Regions from separate parts of the Mus musculus genome. Here region 2 is linked to region 1. The links are chromatin contacts, called in public ChIA-PET maps. All regions are on one chromosome and are shown on one strand. Each heading gives the region's core, a stretch centred on a gene start, on an enhancer-like site or on the middle of the called end of the contact. The rest is flanking DNA. Distances are from core to core; before and after follow the strand shown.

Region 1 (6,115 bases), core at 1,658-4,157:
CATTTTCCAACCTGGTGAGCTGCCTGCAGGATGTGCAGTGTGCTCCGGGTTCCCAGCTTTTGTGACCTGTCACCCATGCTGGGATTGGCTTTGGGGATGCAGCTGTCTTTGCGCCATTTCTGCTCCTATAAGAAACTCCTCACCTATATTCCTATAGGTAACCCCTATAAAACTCATTGATTCACCAAGCTGGACTTCGATGGTCTCTGTATTGTGGGCTCCCTATGTAAGGTGAATAGACATGTGTGGCTCAGGAAAAGTTCTGTCACATGCACAGAGGCACCTGCACTCATATGTAGAAACTATAAACTAAAAGATAAAAAAAACCCCAACAAAACGAAATCCTTAACACATAACTCCACACACAGCCACTGGGTTCACGCAAAGATGGCTGAGCTGGGGCAAGCAAGACTCAATACCAATCTAGCGCAAATCTGCCATGATTGGATGGGGAGAACTCCAAGGGGAAAGAGAACTGCTTCCCTGGACCACAATTGAATGGAGCCCTTCTTTTTAGCCATAAGTAAATCATGGGTCCAGTACAAGGTAACCATCCTGACCCTTCAAACATCCAGTTCGATGTTCTCACTGAGCAGCTGGGAGCCCTGGTCGGTGGGTCCTTACCGGGGTGTGGGAGGTCAGGCGGCGGTGGAAGCGAGACACTCTGCCGAACACCTCCTGACAGTAGCGGTGCAGCTCCTCTAGCTCGTCCTCGATCAGGACGGCGTCGAGGGGCTCACTCTTCTGAATGAGCTGCTCCCCAAACACGATGAGCTGGTCGATCTTGTTGGTGTTCAGTGTGATCTCCTGTTGGAAGCCCTGTTTGGAAGGTGAGATAGAGAGCTTTGTGTTTAGTGAGCTTTGTCCTCAAAACGAGCTGTTTACTAAAAGGCCCAGTGTCCCCGGAATAAGCAATATAAGTTTGTTCCATATGATAGGACCATATGGGGGGATCGGGGGTGGCATTAGATGTCATTATGGTCTTGTCCCTTTTCCCTTTCTGATTTGCACTTGGTACAGCAGCATCTGTTTTTAAGGAAGTGACAGTGGCAATCAATTTGAAATAATTTTATACTTTTTTTTTCCAATTAAAGAATTGTAAATTTGACCAAGATGGATATTCATCATTTTGAGTATGGTGGGGAGAGAATTCATCTTCTTGACACTTGGTGGGAACAGAATATTTCTGGCTGATGGGCGTCGGCCTTGGTGGACACAGTGACAACAATGAGTGCCTGTTGTATTGAGAGGCAGTGGGTTTTCATTTGTGGGTGTTTTCTAACTAAGGAGAGAACGACTGAGGGAAGACTGTGTGTGAGCCTGAAAACATGGTGCATGGCTATAATCTCATCACAAAACAGAACTTCCAAACTGACTATAAACAGTCATCTATAGCCATGAGAGCAGAGGTGTGTCTGTTCCTGGCCCCACAGTGACACTGAGCCGGCCCTGCAGGTACCGGAGAAACGGCAGCTGAGCAAGTGCAGCCCGGAACCTGAAATGAGCTTTGTCCTCGGAATGAGTTTACTAAAAGGCCCAGTGTCCCCAGAATAAGCAATATAAGTACATAGGTAAAGTGTAGCCTGTTGTCTGGAGAATTCTGGAACATTCTTTGAGTACCAGCTAAAACTGGCACTTGGCCGGCTCTCTTCTACAGAGGCACCTTTTTACAGATGCTGAAGCAGCAGCACTCACGTTCAGTTGGCGCATCTTGTCCTCAGCGTCACTCTCTGAGAAGTGTTCTACGTTGGTCAGCTGCAGGTCCATTTCTGTGAGCCAAACCAGAATGCTCTCCCTGGTGCCCTCAAACTCTTCCCTCTGGTTGGTGAAGTACTGTGAAGGAAGAAAGACCATGCTTGTACTCCACGGTCATGTTTGGCTCAAGGAGAGGGTGCTCAGAGCTATCAGACAGAACCTTGTCTCTGAGGTATCCTGGAAGCCTCAGCACTGCATTAGGAGCCTGGGGTCTTGTCTTGGCTGTGTGGTGCCCTGCCCCCCAAATACTAGGGTCCTTGGCTTCCACCTCAGAGAATTCAAAGACTTGGTAATATGCAATATATTTGCTTAGGTCCTTTGAGGAATGTGAAATTCTGGGTTTTCTAGTCTAAAGTAGTGGCTCTCCTTGTCCACAGGATGGGGGCAGCAGCCCAGGGGCCCGGCCTTTCTTATTGGTCTGCAGTGGCTTTTTCCCATGAAAGAGGGTTGAGCAGCTTCAAGACAGGAAGGTGCCCATCTGGGTGGGAATGTTGGCACACGCTCGTAATCCTAGCAGCTAGAAGACTGAGGCAGGAGGAGTATGAGTTCTAGGCCAGTCTGGGTTACATGGTGAGTCTCGTTCTTTTAACGCAGACACATGGTCATTTAAAGGGGACACACAGGGCTTAAGTGTGACTGCCCCATTTACTATCCAGTAATTATGAACGTGTCAAACATAATCACTCTCTCCAATGATAAAAAGGCCTCCCAAGTTACCACTTCTTTGAGGAGGGCTAAAAAATAAAAACAAAAAGTCTAGGTTCTCATCTTCCTAGACTGCTTTGAGGTTAATCAGTGTGCTCTAAACCTCAGACAGTTACTGTCCTAACACCTCACACAACAGAGTAGGTACATACTTCTGTGTTTTATCCATATTTCTGATGCGGGGCTGATAAAAACAGATGGGCAAGCCAAGGCTCTTTGCAGACATGCATGTGTGCTTGCCCTGGCCCAGGAAAGCAGTTCCCCGGACTCTGTGGGCAGTCCCAGTGCTAACACCTACACTGTTGAGTTACAGATGTTGTAAAGAAAGATGTGTTTTGGTAACACAGCTCACACAAGCAGGCTTTGCCTGAGAAGACCTATGCAAATCCCTCTTTAAAAATGAACGTTGGCAGCCACGGGCTCCTTTGTGTGGGAAGAATGTTAAGAGAACACAGGCTTTCCGTGAAATCTACCTGCTGCCGTGCTGCCAGCCTACCCACAGCATATCACATATCAGCCTCTCGCTGACTATCTGCCACAGCACCCCGGGGGGCCGCAGGCAGGTTACCCTGAGTCTCCGCAGGATGGCTGTGACCCGCTTCTGCAGATTGTCCCAGCGCTGGTTGCCCTCGTGCACCATCTGCTTCAGCTTGCTGGCTGTGTCGGTGCGGTTCTCTCGAGCCAGCCGCCGGTACTGCTTGTTGATGAGCTCCAGCTGTGTCAGTCGTTCGTGAATCTGCCGCTGAAAGGCCTGTGGCAGGAAGTGGAGGTCAGCACCCACGGGCAAAGGGCTGGAAACAACCCCCCACTTTGCCAACCCCAAGTGGCTTGCTTCACATGGCTGCTGCCCAGGCAGTAAGAACCCCACATCCCACGTCTGCGAGACCGGCAAAGCACAGGTGCTGGTGTACAATGGATGTTTCTGGCAAAGCTGTCCTAGCGCCTGGTGGCAGTGACTGTGTTGGGAACATCTGGCCATGCAAAGTCACTTAGCTTCTGAGCCACAGCAGGCATGGCTTGTGGTGAGAGACGGGGATGGGAAAGGCTCACCTCAAACCGTTTCAGCTCCTCTTTGGCATTTGTATACAACACCTCGGAGGAATTAGGGCAGGCCGCTGTCCTCTCGGCCGACTTGAGCCAGTCCTCGAAGCGAGAATAGTCATCTAAAAATTTCTGCCAAAGCCGCCAGGTCTCCTCGATTCTGACAGGAGTAGAGGGCAGGAAGTTAGCACAACTGCCCCGTCCACTCCTAGCATAGTTTCCCCATTTTGGAGTTCTAAGTGTCCCTTAATAGGGCCCATTTTGCAGTCTTTTACTTAAACTGTTTAGGGAGACACCCCGTCATCCCTTCCCAGGAAATAGCTAAGGATGTTGTTGCTCTTGGCCTAAACCCAATTCTTCTGAAGGACTTAGGCACCTTGAAAATCCTGGATCCAGGGCTTGGGCAAGAGTTGGAGCTGCCTGCCTGCTGTTTCCTTGCTCCCCCTCCTAGGCCTTCTCTGCCAATTCTTGATTTTCCTTTCTTTAAAAATTGGGACCTTTGTAACCTAGGCTGGCCCTGAACTCTCCATCCTTTTGCCTCTACCTCTTAAGGGCTGAGATGACAGGGACACTGTGTTGGGATTTAAATGCAGAGCCTCATCTCTGCAAGGCAAATACTCTACCCACTGAGCTGCTTCTTGGTAGATTTCTCAGTGACCTGAACAGAGCATAGTTCCTGTGGCTGCGGCATGTGTGAGAGGCTGGCCAGGTTTGAGGCCAGCGGTCTGCTTACTTCATGCGTCGCTCCATTGACATGGCACAAATGTTCCTCCAGCGCCTGTCCAGGCTCCTGGTGGTCTGCTGGATTGAGTCACACTCCGTTTCATTGGCACAGGCATCAGAGTCATGCAGAAGGACGTCACAGATATTAAACACAGACTCCACCCCTGCACTGTGTTGTTCGATATCTCGCTGCAGATCCTACGGTTACAAGATAGCACAAAAGCGCTTGAGATCTGAGTAGTGGAGGGAGGGCTGGTATCAAAGCATCCCTGCTCATTGCTCCCTCCTAATCCACAGGTATCTGGGGATTCAAGTACTCTGAGCCTGTTATCTTCATGTAGCCCTGTGCTATGGACACCTGGTCAACCTACATCTATCAGGAACTGTGCAATTATGCTAGCATACTAAATTAGTGTACTGGGAAAGGGGGGTGCCCACCATACGCTGACAGATGGCACTGCTGGCTGATGCTACTGTCCGGCAGCTTTGTGTATACCCAGGGTTTAATCCAAACCATCCAATTCCAGAGGTTCCCAGTAACGACTTGATTTGGGGGAGATCTTCTTTGGAAAACAGTCTTGTTTAATAGGAACTCAAAATGACAGACTTTGACCTTTAGTGGGTCACGTGACTCTCATATCTATAAAGACTCTTATGCTGAGCCTGCACACCCCTGGCAGCTGCAGGCACAGGAGTGGACAGCCTCCTTATGAGCCCATCTGATGAGGACTTCCTGAACCCTGGGGGAGAATGTTGAGGCTTCTAACCCATGGGGTACAGCTGAGACTGTGGCTTGGGGAGTGTGGAAGGCCTCTGGAGTCCTATCCCTTGATTAGATAAAAATAAATAAATAAATAAATAAATAAATACATATAAAGAGATAGATAGTTCATGACCGTAGGAAAAAGATGGATCATTGGATTCTGCTCTCCCCTCCTCATCTATAGAGCCTAAGAAGATGGCCTTGAACTTTTGATCCTTCTCTCTCTCAGAAGGATCACCCCCACCCTGGCTAAGTGCTAGAATGACAGGCATGTGCCAACATACCCAGTCTGGAAATTTTCTTTAAAAAGAAACAGCTTTTTCATTATCAAGAGACTCCTTCCCACCCTATGTACTACTGTAGGTGCGGGTGGGCTTGGGGCAGGGGGGGAGAGAGAGAGAGAGAGAGAGAGAGAGAGTGTTGAGAAGTCTTTCCTATCATCCAGATTCTGTGATAAGTGCCGTGAGGCTGCCCCATGCGTCCTGATACCTAAATCACACCACGAAGGAGCAAAGTTCAATTCTATTTTAGTTGTTTCATTGATATGTCTGTTTCTGAAAGTTTACATTTCACACGTACCACTGTTGAGTACATTAAGGCTATAAATCAGGCCACAAGAGTATTATTTTGTCAACAGTAGCCACTGTCCACAGAAAGACAGTAAAGGGTCATTCTAGGTCACTTGAGTACTGCTACTGTGTGGCTACTGCACGGGCCTAGCATTTCTCACATCTCTTCTGATAAATGTAGGCCCGGGCATGCTGTGTTCAGATAGCGAGAACAAATGCTTGCACACATTCTCCATTCTCCACCAGGCAGTCTCTGTCTCAGTCCAGAGTCGAGACACTATGTATTTATACACAGACATACATTCCTGCTTGGCCGTGGGCGGCAAGGTGTGTTGGTGGAGTTCTTAAGTTCTGTAGTCAGGGAGAAGGCCTTGTGTACTACAGGGGCGGGGTCTCTGTAGGGTCAATGCAAGGGCTGCTTTTACAGCGACTGCATTTAAGTAGAATTCCATCTTTAAGAATTCTTACTAGTTCACTCTAGCTTTTCAGAAATGCACTGGCATTGATGCATCTTCTCTTTAGCTATGAAAGCAATAAATCAGCACTCCAAAGAGTGGTA
Region 2 (6,256 bases), core at 3,139-5,638, 270 kb before region 1:
TATCTGACCAATTTGTCCATTTTTGAAGTAAGAGCTAGGAAAGAGTTGGCGAACTGTCAGAGTTCCTATAGAAAAGCAGTGCAGGTGCTCTTATTTTGATGAATTGTAAAGTAGCCCTACACCACTTCCTGTGCCCCCTTTCTGCTTGTTTATCCCACAGAGCAAGTGCATCTGAGTCCTTAGAGAAAGCCAAAAAGAAAATAGTTGATAGTAGTTACCTCTACCAGCGATGGAATTGGATCCTTTGATCTCCACTTCATGCCAGTTAGATTCCTCAGCCACTGCTTCTTCCTTTAGTCTGTCGAGATGGCTCATCAGTTGAGAGCGCTTACTGTGCATATAGACAACCCAGGTTTGGCTTCCAGCGCCCATGTGGCTCTTAACTTGAAATAACTCCAGTTCCTGGAAACGGATTCCTTCTGGTTTCCACAGGCTCCTGCGTACATATGGTATGCCTGAATTCATGCAAGTACACATAGAATATGTTTTGCCAGGCATAGTAGTGCACACCTTTTAGATCCCAGTACTTGGGAGACAGAGTTCAAGGCCAGTTTGGTCTACATAGTAAGTTCCAGGACAGCCAGAGCTACATAGTGAGCCCTGTCTCACCACCCCACTCACTCACCCACCCCCAAAAGAAAGTGGAGGAAAAAGACAGTACTCAAAGCTAACATGAAATTTCATGATTAGTTCATTTTAATTGTACTTGGTTGTATTCTGGGGATCAAACCTGCCATCTTGAGAATGCCAGACAAAGCCTCTACTACTGGGCTATATTATATCCCCACCCGTTGTTAGGTTTCTGTTCTCATTTTATTGGGCCTTTTTTTCTTCTATTAAATTAACCTTAAGAAAAGTGTATATTATTAAGGTTTTGAGATTTTGTAATTAATTGCTTTTGTAGATACAGATCAAAACCAATGTTTAATTCTGAAACAGCAGGCTTTTTAGGCAGAGGGTATTATTTAGTCTGTGCTAGAAGTGTGTTCATGGAGCTGTTATTCTCTGGCAGAGAAGATGGTAGCTCACTCACACAGCAGCTCAGTCACTTGCCCGCTGCACTCTGGGTCTCCTCTAGTTTTGCCCTCTTTCACTTTCCCTGGCCTGTGAGGACCTCTTTTACTCTTGTTAGATGTAGTCTTTAGAATAAATCAAGAAGACTCTTGTCTCTTTCGTATTAAGTTTTTTATTTCTAAGTTTTATTGGCCTAGTGCTTTATCAGACAGACAGGCACACACACACAGAGGATGGAAAAGGCTGTCTGCCCACAGACCAGGGCTCCAGACTATCCTATTGAAGATTTCTAGAATGTAACTGCCCTTTCCTGTGTCATCCATCACGTCTTCTCTAACATTGTCTGTGAATGGGTTCCTGGCAGGTTTGATCTGTGCCTGTATTTTCAGATTTGGCAGTTCCTGTATCATTTTTAGACATTATGGAAATCAATTTAAAAGGGTCTAAGAATAAGTGGTTCTTTTTCCTAGATACTTTTCACCAGAAAGTTTGGAAATGGTGTGGCCCTTCCTGGCCTCTAACCACTCTACTAGTGCATTAGTTTAGCACATTTCTGTTTCTTTTCTTTGAGGGGTGTGTGTTTGTGTGTGTGGATCTGAGGTCAGAGGTTGACCTTGGGTGTCTTCCTTACTGAAGGTGGGGCTCACTGATTCATGTAACCTGGCTAAGCCAGTGAGCTCCAGGGATTTGCTTTGGGATGGGGGTGAGTACAGGGAGGGCCCTTCCCCCAAGTCTCCTGTTTGTTTTCTTTTTGAGATAGGGTTTTCTAAGTTCAGGCCTCAAACTTCTATGAGCTGGAATTACAGGTATGCAACAGTATGTCTAATTACTTAGATTCCTTAAACCACCTAAAATTGTAGTTTAAAGTCACATTTACAATAATCATTGATATTTATTTATCTACTATAATGAACACAATTCTTTGGGATACTTATGCGATAGTAAACATTCTTCCATACTTGTTGGGAATTATGGTATACGCTTATGATCCCTCTATTCAGGAGCTTGAGGCAAGAGAACATAGACTTCAGTTCAGCCTGGGCTACAAAGTAAATTCTAGGTCAGACTAGGTTATTGTGGGATCTCGTCTCACAAATAAAACCAGATCAACTGTCACACATCCACAATCATCAAAAAATACCATTTTACAAATACCAGCTACACTTGTGGGAAGCCTTTTATCAGGTAGCACTGGAGACCTTTTAACTTGTGTATTTCTAGCCATGAGTAAGTAGTTCATAAAAGCTTGACATTCCTCTGCCAGCTTTCCTATCTTTTACTGATAATTGATTATAAAGTCCGTTAAAGATGCTTACGGTGTGAGAGAATGAAGAGCTGAGTATTCTAGGCTGTTCTGCTGCTGATCTGAGAATGCAAGCCAACCAAAAAGAGTTTCTAAACAGTCCAAGATGTTGAATATCATGCTAACTAAATTATAAACTTGTTTCATCTTAGTTTGAACTAATCCAGAGCTAATTTACTGCGATCTAGAAAGTAAATAACGCTTTTATAATCTCATAGCTATCAATACTAAGCCTATTATAAATATTACTTGGGGGTGAGGGTGTGGTGCTTAGATGGGAAGGATATTATGATGATACAAATACCTTGTATACATGTATGAAATTCTCAGAATAAAATATTAAAAATACTAATTTGATAATAAAAATGTTTTTAAAGTTTTTAAACTCTTTGCTTTTCTAAATAATGAAGGGTGATTTTTTTTTTAATTCTTTTCTGCAACCTACTTTACATCTTTTTTTTTCCTACCAAAAATCTTTTCTGTTAATTTTTTTTGTTTGGTTTTTATTAGATAGGCTCAGGCCAACCAGCCTTGAACTCACTCTGTGTAGCCTTGGCTTACATTGAATTTTCAGCAATCCTCCTGCTTCAGTTTCACAAGTGCTAAGACTACAAGTATATACTACCATGTCTGTCTTCCAACCAGATTTTATTATTTTATGTATATGGGTGTTTTGCCCTCATGTATGTCTTGTTACCATGTGTGTCTTTGAAAATTGGATTGGCAGAAGGGTTAGCAGTGGTTGTTTCTGTTTTTATGGTTTTGGTGGCACAGTGGGTGACTAAAACTGGGGTAACTGTTGCTAGAAGAAAAAGGGCAGAGCACACAACATGCAGCTGGAAAGTGGGGGAGATGCTCAACAAATGGTTTGTTGGGGTGATGTGTAATACTCTGAATCTTGTCATCACTGAGTTGGACATGTTTACCACGGCCTCCAAAGAGCACACCTAGAGCCAAACCCCACAATCAAGGAGCAGAACTTGGAAGTGTTAAGTTCAGCCAAGTTAATTATAAAAACAAAAACATCACTGTTGGAGGAATATTACTGCAGAGTCTCTTACGTTATTCACAGCGTATTTTATGTGTATGAGTGCTTTGCATGTATGTGTGTACCATGTGCATGCCTGGTATCCATGAAGTCCAGAGGAGCGCATCTGAGCCCCCTGGAACTGAAGTTAGAAAAGGTGGTGAGTTTCTGTGTGGGTCCTGGGAGCTGAACCCAGGTCTTCTACAAGAGCAGTTAGCTCTTCAACCACCAAGCCATCTCAGCAGCCCCTCATCATAGGCTTTAGTATATAAATGACTAGATAGGAGAAAAAAAACAAAGACCAGGAGGCCATCACCCTAGTCAATGAAGATCAATGAAGTTTGACCCCACAGTGACACAAAAGTTAGTAGACCAAAGATGTAAAATAAGGCTGTAAGCAAATAGGAAGTCTCAGCCTGGAAAAGGCTTCCAGTAAAAGGAATGACACCAAGGCCTAGGAGGGCATGGTGGCCAGGTTGGAGTTCAGCTCCTTCCTGGGAAATTCTGCCACAAGTACCTGAAGATGGAGGCGAGGTATCATGTTGGAGAGATTTGAAGCGAGAGGTTAAATAGTTTTACACCTGAAAATAAAAGATATGGAATCTCGCCAGGCAGTGGTGGTACACGCCTTTAATCCCAGCACTTGGGAGGCAGAGGCAGGCAGGTTTCTGAGTTGGAGGCCAGCCTGGTCTACAAAGTGAGTTCCAGGACAGCCAGGGCTACACAGAGAAACCCTGTCTTGAAAAACCAAAAAAAACCCCTGGAATCTCATGGAGTGGGTTTAACCACTTAGAGAAGGCAGGCTCTCAAGAGATTCTGAGGATAGATAAATGGAAACTAAAGAGGAAGGAGTTACTGTGTTCGAATGTTCCTTACATAGCTTAATCCTGTTAGTATTTTAGGTCCCCTTTCCCTTTCTGTATGAACTGACTTCGTAGTTCGTGAGTTAACGGATTCCCCACCCTCAGTCCCTCCAGCTAACTCCCTGGTTAATCTGGAGTGGCTTCTGCCTCTAAGAGGTCTCACCTTCCACCCAGAGCTCTTCCTGAGGTCTCCAGCTTCCTCGGGGCCCCACCCTGACCGTACCTCCTATTTTGTTGCCTCTACCCTGAAAGGTCGTCTTGAATCAGAAAGTTGGCCTCAGCTACTTCCCTGCACTTGTAGGACGTCACCTGCTCTCCTGGTCACCTGCGTTCCCCCTCTCAGGGTTCTGCATTTTCCTCAGGTCCCAGGTTTGCCTGCTTTGTTTTATTGTAGCTTTTCTGGCTTTCAAGTTTTCATACTTACCTTTTTTTTTTTAAGTACTGAAAAGTGAACCCGGGGGCTCATGAATGCTAGACAAATCCTCTACCATTATCTAGACCCTTTTTTAAAAGTTTTTATTTATTTATTTTTTGACCCAAAGTCTAAGTTTCCCAAATTAGCTCAAGCTTGCGCTCTATCCCAGGCAAGCCTTGAATCTCTAACATGCAGGGCCTGGAAGCCAGGGTAGCTTTGATTACAGCATGCATGTGCCACCAGGCCCAACCCATACTTAGCTTTTAGAGTTTTTTGTTTTGTTTTGTTTAATTTGGCTTCGCTGTATAGCTCTACATATTTAGAAACTTCAGTCTTGTCATTTCAGAGGTCTCCTTTGGCATTGATCTTTCTAGAGCTGTCTCCACTCATCACTAGACATTTCTACTTCCTTTTCCTGGAGTAGACACTTTGAACTCACCGTGTAAGAAGCCGCCTCCTCTAAGCCAGTTCCTGTGGCTGGCTCTAGTGTTTTACCTTTAATATCAACGGCAGGAACATGGCAGTTACTGTGAAAATGTGCGCTGAAGAAATAAATGACATCTTCTAGCAACCCACTCGCCTTTAGCTTGCAGCCTGTGGTTGACTGTGTCCTGTCTGCCGCCACATCGTGTCGGTTCTGTGACTGGTGGCTCTGTCTAGCTCTCCCTTCATTCCCTGCTGCCATTACGTGGTTTCTAGTTGTCTCCTTGATTAACCGACCTAGAGATGTACTGTCTAATACTTACTGGACACTTACTACAGGTCCTCCTATCAAATATATATACCCTCTTGTTACACACAAACACACACACACAACACCCTCATTAACAATTCTCACTGTAGTCCAGGCTGGCCTTAAATTCCAGGCCCTCCTGCCTCAGCCTCCAGAGTGCTTCATCTGACACCTCAGGAAGAAATTGCCATTATCCACACTTCATAAGTGCTACTGAGGCTCAGGGAATTGAGACAGACCTAGTTAGTGGCTGCGCTGAAACTCTAAGAGGTTAGGTTTCCTAAAAGAGTCTTGCTCTTTTCCCTGCCACTGAGTGAGTGACTGCCAGTGCTGTTCCTACACGAGCATCTTACATAGCTCACTGCAGACAGCGGGATACCTTCAGGCACAGCTTGGTGTACTCTTACACTTAGTCTCCTTAGCAGCTGAGCTTGTCCTTTCCTTCTGTTTACTCCTTTTCTTTTCCCCCCTTTATACTGAGTTGAATTCTGATGACAAAATACTCACAGCCCTCTCAGTAAAATTACTCCGTTTTATCTGTCTAAGCCTGTTGAAAACCAGTTTGAATATCTTATTTTCATTGCTTGCTCCGTGCTTATCTCCAACTGAACGTTCTAGTAGCACTTGACACTTTTAATTTGTAATGTAGTTATTGTCTTGTGTTTTAATCTCCTTGCTAAGACTGTATTCTTGACTTGAGCGTTTATGGTTTTTTTTTTGTCTGTAACTTAGTGTGACACATGCTTTTGATGTGTGTGCGTTTCAATGAGTATCTGCTGAGGAAATGAAAAGTTTAACTGCTGCTCAGCCCATTAACCACAAGATCTTGTATTGCAGCTTTGGGTGTGCTGTTTCTCATTTCTGCCTGGCTCAGTAGTTGGTTATGTCAGTGAATATATAT

Evidence for each region. ChIA-PET counts read pairs in DNA pulled down with a chosen protein or histone mark.
Region 2: an RNA polymerase II ChIA-PET map of memory CD8 T cells shows a contact between it and region 1, with 8 read pairs. The contact joins two enhancer-like sites. A contact is called at or near these places in 2 of 115 datasets of contacts at active chromatin or transcription factors (effector CD8 T cells and memory CD8 T cells) and 1 of 9 other capture datasets (liver).

Annotation. Positions count from the first base shown.
Region 1 is chr12:76,092,588-76,098,702 of GRCm38.p6, reverse strand. It overlaps Syne2 (spectrin repeat containing, nuclear envelope 2), which reads right to left. Exons shown (of 116, transcript NM_001005510.2): 101 at 4,235-4,422; 102 at 3,511-3,661; 103 at 3,029-3,211; 104 at 1,696-1,833; 105 at 625-819. Among named protein-coding and RNA genes, the nearest start is that of Esr2, 82 kb to the left of the region's middle. Within about 2 kb of position 2,907, at least 37 of the 459 cell types and tissues checked have an H3K27ac peak or open chromatin away from gene starts, as enhancers often do. A contact at or near this core is called in memory CD8 T cells, where this site is marked.
Region 2 is chr12:76,361,378-76,367,633 of GRCm38.p6, reverse strand. The region is part of intron 1 of Zbtb25 (zinc finger and BTB domain containing 25); the gene reads left to right. Among named protein-coding and RNA genes, the nearest start is that of Zbtb25, 5.1 kb to the left of the region's middle. Within about 2 kb of position 4,388, at least 11 of the 459 cell types and tissues checked have an H3K27ac peak or open chromatin away from gene starts, as enhancers often do. A contact at or near this core is called in memory CD8 T cells, where this site is marked.